Linked DNA regions of Mus musculus: region 2 is linked to region 1. The links are chromatin contacts, called in public capture Hi-C maps. All regions are on one chromosome and are shown on one strand. Each heading gives the region's core, a stretch centred on a gene start, on an enhancer-like site or on the middle of the called end of the contact. The rest is flanking DNA. Distances are from core to core; before and after follow the strand shown.

What was found. Capture Hi-C pulls out chosen DNA fragments and counts their contacts.
Region 2: a contact with region 1 is called in a capture Hi-C map of bone marrow-derived macrophages, with 6 times the contacts expected there. The contact joins two enhancer-like sites. A contact is called at or near these places in 2 of 39 promoter capture datasets (the C10 cell line and the HPC-7 cell line), 1 of 15 datasets of contacts at CTCF or cohesin (large pre-B cells), 2 of 484 Hi-C or Micro-C datasets (cerebral cortex and nephron progenitors) and 3 of 9 other capture datasets (adipose tissue, bone marrow-derived macrophages and liver).

Annotation. Positions count from the first base shown.
Region 1 is chr14:64,637,026-64,642,246 of GRCm38.p6, forward strand. It overlaps Gm36924 (a long non-coding RNA gene), which reads left to right. Exons shown (of 3, transcript XR_383509.2): 3 at 975-1,160. Among named protein-coding and RNA genes, the nearest start is that of Kif13b, 13 kb to the right of the region's middle. Within about 2 kb of position 2,701, at least 206 of the 459 cell types and tissues checked have an H3K27ac peak or open chromatin away from gene starts, as enhancers often do. A contact at or near this core is called in adipose tissue, bone marrow-derived macrophages and liver, where this site is marked.
Region 2 is chr14:64,913,843-64,919,063 of GRCm38.p6, forward strand. All of the region lies in intron 1 of Hmbox1 (homeobox containing 1), which reads right to left. Among named protein-coding and RNA genes, the nearest start is that of Hmbox1, 33 kb to the right of the region's middle. Within about 2 kb of position 2,274, at least 92 of the 459 cell types and tissues checked have an H3K27ac peak or open chromatin away from gene starts, as enhancers often do. A contact at or near this core is called in adipose tissue, bone marrow-derived macrophages and liver, where this site is marked.

The DNA of each region.
Region 1 (5,221 bases), core at 1,451-3,950:
CAAATAGATGTATGTGACTTTGTTTATCAGCACTATGTATGTAACAGAAAATAAATAATAGAATAAAAGACACAAAATAACCATATTTTTCATGTTTTATATTTAGCAATAACATATATAATTTTTATAGATTACATATAGAGTTTTTGTCTAATACAATTATGTCCTGGCTGTCCCTCTAAAAAAAGACAGTCACCTTACTCAAACTAAAGCCAAGGCACTAACATTTAAACACTTGCCAAATCGGCTGTGAAATGGCTTGTGAATAAAGGTAATTTGCCTTTGCCAGCAAGCTGGAGGACATGAGTTTGATCCCCTGAAGCCCGTATCGTGGAAAGAGAGCTGACTACCACAAGTTGTCTGACCTCCATGTGTGCATCTCCTCAAATTAGTGAATGTAAAATAACTCTTTTTTTTTTTTTTAAAGTCTGTCAAGTTGTTAGGTGGAAAAAAAATGATATGTCAAAGTTGTGTTTAAACAATGGCTTTGGTATGTCATGTTGAGCAAGATTTGAAGAGCCTGGCTGCTGCTGAGTGTGGCTTTCTTGGGGAGCCTGATCGTTCTCACATGCTTAGTGGCTAGCACAGAACTTCCGTTGGAAACAGTCAGTTGAGTAACCTCTGCCAAAATTCCTCTTGACCTCTGTGTGGCTTTTTTGATTTGTTAAGACTCCTTTAGGACTTTAACCCTGAGTGTAGCACTAACTGCAGATTTGTCCCAATTTGTAGATTATAGTAGTATATGCACACCGGCAAATGTTATTGTTGTTGTTGTTGTCGTTCTTTCCTTTTCTTTCTTTTGAGACAGGGACTCACATAACACAGGCTGGTCTTGAACATAGCAGCCAGTTTTGGATGGTCTCAAACTCCTGATCCTCCTGCTTCCATGCTGAGAGGACCAGGATAGATGCAGGACATCACTGCCTGGCTAAAGGTCTATGTTTTCTGAATGCCATTTTCAATTTGTTCTGCAGGAGTCGCTTTCACACAGTGAAAGAGAAAAGTCTGTGCTGGTCAGATGACTCGGTGGATAAAGATGTTTGTTACCAACCCTGATGACCTGAGTTCCACCCTGAAGCCCCACGTAGTAGGAGACAACTGAGAGCCTCTGACTTCCACATGCATGCACTTTGCAGTAAGTATGCAACACCCCACCCTACCAATGAGAGAATGGATGAATAAATAAATAAATAAATAAATAATCACATGTTTTGTTTTGGAAATAGGGGTTACAATGTAGCCCAGCTGGCCCCAAACTGGCAAAGATCCACCAGTCTCTGCCTCCCAAGTGCTGAGATTAAAGTGAGCCATTCTCTGTTCATTGCTAGCTGTGGCATTGGGTGAGCTAGCCCTGGCAGTGCTGAAGAGCTTGCCCTGGTTGTGTGGGTGTGAGAGGCTGGCCGGTTGACTAGTTCAGCTACTACTTAGGCCCAGATCCAGGGCTTTGAGTTGGCCCACCCCAACATCTACCCCATCTATGAACTGCTGGAGCATGTCAAAGAGCCAGTCCTACAGATTCAAAGCTGCAAGATCTCTATGACACAGGGCAACAACATATCTGAGAGGAGTCCCAGTGAGGAACCAATATTGATGGGGTAGCAGAAGCCAGGGGCTTCAAATCAGATCAATGAGTCACTGCAATGAACATTTGCAAATGAAGAAGTGTGGACAAGAGGGTATACTGCGGGACACACTGTGACACACTACAGCTTCCACAACGAGATTTTTTTTTTCCTTTGGGGAGGCAGGTTGCAAGGGGGAAGGGTGCGTATGAAGGGACAGATTGATGAATGGGATTGGGGTATGTCTTAGTTACGGTTTTACTGCTGTGAACAGACACCATGATCAAGGCAAGTCTTATAAAAAAACATTTAATTGGGGCTGGCTTACAGGTTCAGAGGTTCAGTCCATTATCATCAAGGTGGGAGCATGGCAGTATCCAGGCAGGCATGGCACAGGCAGAGCTGAGAGTTCTATGTCTTCATCCAAAGGCTGCTAGTGGAAGACTGACTTCTAGGCAACTGGGGTGAGAGTCTTAAACCCACACCCATGGTGACACACCTACTCCAACCAGGCCACACCTATTCCAACAAGGCCACACCTCCAAATGGTGCCACTCCCTGGTCCAAGAATATACAAACCATCACAGGGTACATGATCCAAAATTCACAAAGAATCAATAAAAAGTTAAATAGAAGGAGAAGAAGGAGGAAGAGGAGGAGGAAGAGAAGAAGAAGAAGAAGAAGAAGAAGAAGAAGAAGAAGAAGAAGAAGAAGAAGAAAGAAAGAAAGAAAGAAAGAAAGAAAGAAAGAAAGAAAGAAAGAAAGATGCTATGCTTGATTCAAATAAATAAAAGTAATTTAAAAATAAAATAAGTAATGCCCGGTCTCTATCTGTTCCTGAGTTGAGTCCTTGCTCTCCCAACACAGACGACTCTGGGCGAGTTCCTCAAAACTCAATGTATCCATGAAGATTTCTTTGCTTGAGATTCACTTGTATTTTTTCTCTAGTTTTCTACACATGCCTCGTGTTTGCCTAGACTAGCGATTCCTGGTTAACTCGGTCTCTCTTTCTGAGGAGACCTTGTTCCTTCCCATGAAGACGCAGGACATGGAAGATGCAGGGTGTGAGCAGAACACAGCTGTGCCTCTGTTTCTGGCCTGCCTCAGCTGCCTGGGAATGAGTCATGGGCGGCCCTGGGAGGTTCCCTGGCTCCTGGCTTTCTGGTAGGAAGAACAGCTTGCAGGCTGCAGCCCAGCTGAAACCAGTCTCCCTTCTTGCGTGGCACAGACAGACGAACCCTGTGACACTTCCTGTGTGTGACTATTACACAGCCCCTTGGCCTCAGCTGTCTTGGTTTTTTTTCTTTAACTGTTTCATGTCCCCTGGTTAGAAAACTTTGCCGTTAAGTGGCTTCTGTCCTGGTCTGGGCATTTTCCCTGTCTTCCCTTTGCTTTGAACCAAGGAAGGCTCTGGAACCCCACCCTCAAGCTTCCTGACTGCACCTATTCCATCAAGGTGACTCAGAGTGGATTTTTTTTTCTTCCTCCTAAGTTCAGGCCTCACCCCTACCCACCAGCCACCAAAGGTGACACAGTCCTGGGAAAACAAGCTCTTAATTACTGGCCCAGTATCATGGGAAAGATTCTACGGGCTTCCTTTTAGAGGCATAATTATCTTGAAACAACAACAACAACAACACTTTATTTTCTATATTTTGAAACAGGATCTTGCTTCATGGCCCAGGCTGGCCTTAAACTTCTGTTCTTCTACCTCTATCTCTTAAGTATGAGGATGATCAATGTGTCAGAGCCAAGCCTGGTTTTATTTGATACTGAGATCCAATCCAGGGTTTTGAGTGCACTAGGCAAGCACTGTCGGTTGAGCACCCCCAGTCCCAATCTTCTAAACGTCTGGTTTTGCTTGTTGGTTGGTTGGGTTTTTTGTTTTTCCTTTCCTTTCCTTTCCTTTCCTTTCCTTTCCTTTCCTTTCCTTTCCTTTCCTGGGCCTCACACCTAAGGCTTCACTTATGCTAAGCACGTATTGTGTCGCTGAGCTGTACCCCTACTCCCTTTACATTTATTTATTGTGTGTGTGGGGGGGAGGCACTTGCACGCCACAGATTGATGGTAGAGGTCAGAGAACAATTTACAGAAGTCAGTTCTTTTCTTCCCACTGTGTGGGTTCCAGGGGTCAAACTCAGGTCATCGGGCTTGGCAGCAAGTGCTTTTATCCACTGAGCCACCTTATTCTAGAATGTAGAACACAACATGTTTGTTTTGTGGTTCTTGATTGAGAAAAAAAAAAAAAACCTTTGCATTGATTAGTTATATATGTAACCAGTATTGACTAGAGTGACTATGCTTGTCTAAAAATGTCAGTAGTGGATCCAGGGGTGAAATCATCAATAGGGATTCCTCTCTGACATCAGCCTGCCCCCCCCCCCTCTCTCTCCAGGGTTTCTCTGTATAGCCCTGGCTGTCCTGAAGCATACTTTAGGCCAGGCTGGCCTCAAACTCAGAGATCTGCCTGCTTTTGCCTTCCGATTTGCTGGGGTTAAAGGTGTGCACCACCACAGTTGGAGTATTCATTCAGAATTTTGCCATTTTCTTCCTCTCTCCACCATTGACTTTTTTCTTTGGTGGTCAGGATTGACCCAGTTTCAAGGGGTTTGGCCTCTTATTCAAGGTATTGAAATAAAAGCTCAGGACAATTTTTTCAAAAGGATTAAGAAAACTTTAAAGCAGCCGGGCGTAATCCCAGCACTTGGGAGGCAGAGACAGGAGGATTTCTGAGTTCCAGGCCAGCCTGGTCTACAAAGTGAGTTCCAGGACAGCCAGGGCTACACAGAGAAACCCTGTCTCGAAAAAAAAAAAAAAAAACCCAAAACAAACAAACAAACAAAAAACAAAAAAAAAAAAAGAAAGAAAAAGAAAAGAAAAGGAAAAAGAAAACTTTAAAGCAAAACAATAGAAAAGATCAAGCTATAGCACAAGGAAGCTGTGGCCACATGGGAGTGCTCAAGGGCACTAATTGTGGCCTGGGGCTTCTTCCATGGGGCTCTAGAGAAGGAGGATCTTGGTTACTAGTGATGGTCATTCTCTGCTTTGACAGACAGATTATAACAGAATCTTTTATCTGCTGTACATGTCTTGTCCCACCACCCTGGATTTTATTTACGTGCACACTCATTTATGCATAGGCATAAGATGACAGATAGATTCTCCCTAAAAATTTACTTGAGCGGAAGGTTTTATTTGACTGTATGTATGACCAAAAGCAGTTCAGGCTGGCTCACACCCTCCCCCAACATGTGTTTGAATGAATAGAAACTGTCCAAATTTAATGGCTACAAAGAGGAGAAATATATCCCATTGTTCAGAAAAGGGTGTGTGATTAGCCCAGTGCAGGTGGGGTTCGAGGTTGCTAGTGTGCTGTTCAGAGAGCAGCAATGTGGTTGTAGTCTGGTAGGTAGAGGATACACACTGCTAAAAGCATTGTTTGAAGAGTGGTGTGAACATAACCCAAACCCATAGAGTCCTAAGATACTAAACTCTTTCTCAGGCTTGCTAGTCTCAGCCTGAGCCCGTGTCTCTAGGCAAGCATGCTACCACTGAACTAAATCTCTAGCCTTCAGTTATCCAGCTTCTCTCTAAATGGTTGTCCTTTGGGAGCAACGCCCATGGCTTCCCATTAGGGTGTGTGCCCTGGTTCCACAGTT
Region 2 (5,221 bases), core at 1,024-3,523, 280 kb after region 1:
TTTATTTTTTGGGTTCTTTGAGACAGGGTTTCTCTGTGTAACCCTGGCTGTCCTGGAACTCACTCTGTAGACCAGGCTAGTCTTGAACTCTGCCTCTCAAGTGCTAGGATTAAAGGCATACATCACTACTGCTGCACTCTGATGCATGCACACTGATTAACCTACACAGTATCTGCAATTTTGAGACTGTACCTATATATCAGTGTTTTTAATAGAAACAAGATCTACATTCATCAACAAACTTTGTAATTTCTCATGCGTTCAAGGCATGCTTTCTCTGAGTCACTACAGGCAGGTAACCACAGTCACTCAATTCTACAGACACTAAGTGCCTGCCAGTGCTGACCAGTGAGCTTAACTCAGACTGTGATTTGTCTCACGGCAGAACATTATTCGTATTGTTCCCGCTCAAGAAAAACAGCACCATGACTTACAGCATGCTAAACATACTGATTTTTCATGTTAATTATTTTAGTTAAAAGCACTCTGAAGGCAGCACTTTAAGAAGGGCACTTTCATAAGAGCAGGAGATAGAACTCCCATGAGAAAGGTACCCCTGCCCCCATACCAGAGGAAGGAAGACATTCTTATCGGGAGTCCAGGATGGAAGCAATCTACACAAACAAACCCTGTTCAACTAACCTTATCTGCTTAGTCACTCTTCCAAGATTAGCTGCCTTGATTGAAAGCTTTTTATTTGTCTAAGACAGCTTTTGGTTCTAACTGCTTCTTGGGGCCCTCGTTTTTTCTTGGGAGCGCTCCCATTGGGGAAAAAAATCACCAAATAAAATGTGTGTGCTTTTCTCTCAGTAACATGTTAGTTTAGTTCTAAGGCTCAAAGAGGCTGGAGGAGATATGTATCTCTCCTATATTGTGAGAGAAAACCATCTCCTTTTTTCTCTCACCCCCTGCTTATTTTCTGTTGCAAGGGCATTACTGGAACAGTCATCAAATACAATCAGATGCTCACAAAGCTAGTTCACCAAAAAGACAAGCCCAGAGTACACACCAAGGACTAAGAACACACAATGGCAACAACAAATAACCCCTGCAGTTATTAAGTAAAAAAAAAAAAGGGTGATAACATTCAAATGATAATGCCTATAACTTTCTACCTAGCAATTCCAGTTCTGGAGATAGACCCAAGAAGACAGTCACACAGGGGGCAAGGTAACTTCAATTCAAGGTTATTCTTTTCAGCACAAAAGATCAGAAATAATCGCCGGGCAGTGGTGGTGCACACCTTTAATCCCAGCACTTGGGAGACAGAGGCAGGCGGATTTCTGAGTTCGAGGCCAGCCTGGTCTACAGAGTGAGTTCCAGGACAGCCAGGGCTATACAGAGAAACCCTGTCCCGAAAACAAAACAAAAAAGAAAAAAAGAATTTCCCATTGGAGACAACAGCTAGAACTCAAAGGTAAAGTACTTAGCTAGTATTCAGCAGGTCCTGGGTTCAAGCCTATGTACTCCACATCTACAGCATTTTGCCTTGGAGTTCAAAGTGCTAGTTCAACAGGAAGCTAGGGGTGGAGTGGGGATCAGGAAACAAGACAATGAAAGAAATGGCATCCTTTGCCATCTGGCTCTTTGGACTGGTTGTGAGCTCTGAAGAAGTAAAAGGGTAGATTCAAAAGATAAAGATCTTTTCAAGATAGGGGCAGACTGAAACTGAGCAGGAAGGAGGGATCTCGAAATCTGCCTTGGGCTTCTGGTGCTAAAGGCTGAAGCTCTGAACATACATTCCCAGCATGGCCCGGCTGTCCCTCACAGGGGACCCAAATGCAGAGACAGTAAGGAGGTACCACAAAGGAACAGAATAAAGAAGGCTGTGAGCAAAAATTCTTCACTTCTTGGCTGTGTGTGGTGGGTGGCACACACCTTTAATTTGGGAGGCAGAGGCAGGTGGAAGTCTGAGTTCAACGCTGGCCTGATCTACAGAGTGAGTTCCAGTACAGCCAGGCTATATAGAGAAACCCTGTCTTGAAACCACAAAACAACAACAGCAAAAAACTCTTCATCTCTGTCCTCAAATCCATGCACCATTCCACTCAGGGGGTCCTCAAAATCCTCATCAGGCTCTAGAAGCTTGGTTGTGCAAGCAGGAAGTAGCTGCCACATTCCAACTGTCCCCAGGCCCTGAAGCCCAGACACAGTTTCACAGCAAATCTCTAAACATGTGATACAAAGAGGAAAAGAAACAGAAACCAGCACTCCAAAGAGAAAGCCAAAAGGAATGTCAGGGCATTCTAAAATGTGGCCCTATTGCTCACCACACGGGAAGTGGAGGAACCATGAGGATGAGCAAAGAGGTCACTCGAGCTCTGCTGGGATCCACACTTACTCTACAGAGTACAATCCTTCAACCACTTTAAAATACTGCTTTTCTAGCCATCAAGCAATGATGTGTGTTCTTGATTCTATGCCTGTGCGTACCCCTGCCTCCCAGATTGTTCACATTAAAAAGAAGGACAATTAGAAGAATGATAAGAGAGCTGGGGAACACACCGGAAGGCATAAGCATATCCTTGTAACACGCTGGCAGAAAATTACAGAACAGTCAAATACAGAGTTGCTTCCTTTTTTAAAAGTTAAAGACATCTTGCCCTATTCTAAAAATATAACAAAGTATTTATCTTAATTCAACTTTCAGTTTTCCTTTTTCAATTTTGTCCAGAATTAAAATAATATATACAATCCACGTATGCCCTATAGCACAAAAATAATAGTTCTAAATATACAGATGTGCCATTTTTAAGAGATGGAGTTTGTACTAAAACCATAATACTTGCTAAACCATTAAAAAAAAAAAACAAAACCAGAAACCAAAGGCCATCTTTAGGTAATGTGAATTCATATGTGAAGATGAATATTGCCAGGAAGAAGTGTGTTTCTAAGAGTAGCAGGGAGTGACTTCAGAGACTCTGAAGATGAAACTCCATGTTGATATGAATCCGTGGGGTAACAGACACGAAACCAGCATAACTCATTTACTATACCCTGTTTGTCGTCTACCTATCTCAGGAGCTAGGTAGTTTAATTTTATGTTTGATCCTTATATTTTTCATACACCTTCATGTATTCATTTGAAATTCAAATGCCCCACAATGTAGGTAAGGCAGGTTTTACAAACACTTAAACACGGGAAATTTTTAATTTTAAACAAAGCAAAATAATGTGTAACAGAGACATTTTATCCTACTTTTTTTTTTTTTTTTTTTTGGGTTTTTCGAGACAGGGTTTCTCTGTGTAGCCCTGGCTGTCCTGGAACTCACTTTGTAGATCGGGCTGGCCTTGAACTCAAAAATCCGCCTGCCTCTGCCTCCCGAGTGCTGGGATTAAAGGCGTGTGCCACCACGCCCGGCTTATCCTACTTCTACTTCTCCAAACGCCACCTTCTGTCTTCACTGAAAATACTTCTCCTGCCCATTCACCTTCCCTTCACTAAGCAGCGTCTTCTGCCTCAAGTTACTAGCAGAGTTCTTACTCCATCAACTTCGCATTCCAGACAACAGACTCTGCTATCTATTCCTCATTGCAGTGGTTGGGAAATGGAGGTTGGGAAGTGTTGAAATGTGACTGTGTACAAATCAACCTGCCACATCTGGCTTTCTCTGCAAAACAGAAAATGATGCCTAGAGCTCTAACCTAATAGGACAAGCACAGATCTAACTAAACAAAGCTTTAGAAGCTACCAGACTTCTGTAACATTAAGACTGTGTGAGAATGACACTCTAGAAATAAATGTCATGTACAAGGGCTACAGTAAGACAAAGTATTTACACTAAGGGGTAGCATTCCATTCTCTCTTCATTTCTTTACAGTAACTTCTTTGTGGAAAGTCAACCCATTAATAAAACCTAGGCCAAAGGCCACCAGCTTGGTGAACTCTTCCTTTATTCCTTAAAAGTGATAAAGCTCCCTGCGTGAGATAACCTGATGACTTGTGAATGGAGTTAGCAGATCCCTTAGTTTCATGAACTGTCTGGGTGAACTAGGAAGCCACTGGTATAATAAAGCCGGAGTCACTCAGACGTGAACATGTCTACATGACACAGGGAACTCATTAAAACAAACACGGGTTCCTCAGCCTCGGTGGTCAGAACCCAGTAAATTGTGATCTCTATGCCAACTCCCACTCTCCTTCAATTCTCTTACAGTCTGCATGTCCCCTCCTGCAATGGCGGCTCTTTTGCACAAGATATCCCTCTTGTCTGGGCTTGATAGTTCTTCTTTCTTTATGTGATACCTAGCCTTCAGACCCGTACTTTATCATTTCCCAAGGGACCCCTTCCTGCCAACCTGACAAGGCTAACTCCCCACAGTCTAAGCTCTCATAGCGCCTGGCAGTACCCCATGGAGGTGCAGCTCTGCATCTGCATGGCTATTTAAGTAATACTCCTCACTACACTGGAAGCTTCAGGAATGTCTCTGTTCTCTATTATGTTCCTTTTACCCAAGATAGTTCCTGGAGCATGGCTGTTACTTAGTTAAAAAAAAAAAGAAAAAAGAAAATAGTGAGTGAGGAGACGAATAATGATCTACAAATATTTCAACAAGCATTGAACCAGGAGTTCCAGATCAATTGGAGTCTATCTCTACTTTATTATTTTGCTCTTAATTTTCCTGTGTTTAAGTATCTATAAACCCGCCTTACCTACATTGTGGGGCATTTGAATGTCAGATGGATACACAAGCGTGTAAGAAAAATGTACAGATAAATGTCAAACAAAAATACTACATAGCACCTGAGATAGGTGAAGGAGAAAAAGGTACAATAAATGAGTGGTGCTGGTGTCACTTCTGCTAAGCCACAGTTTTATATCGATATGAGGCTTCATCCCCAGAGCTGTTGTTTATAGCTTTGTGGTTCACTGACCTATCATAGAAAAAGAGCCTTGGGCTGGAGAGACAGCTCAGCAAGAAAGAACACTTGCTGTTATTTTAGAGGACCTGGGTTGAGTTCCCAGCACCCACATAGTAGCTCACACTATTTACTGTGACTTCAGTTCCAGGGGATAAAATTTCCTCTTCTGACCTCCAAAGGCACCAGGCATGCATGTGCACATACATGCATACAGGCAAACATTCACATAAGCTGAAATAAATATATACTGTAGAAAGTTTAAATATACGGTGCATGGCTGAGTCTCTGGTTTTCTAAATACTGAAAATATTCATTTTTCTCTGTGCCACAGACGAGTGGGTCTGTGAAGCCACAGGG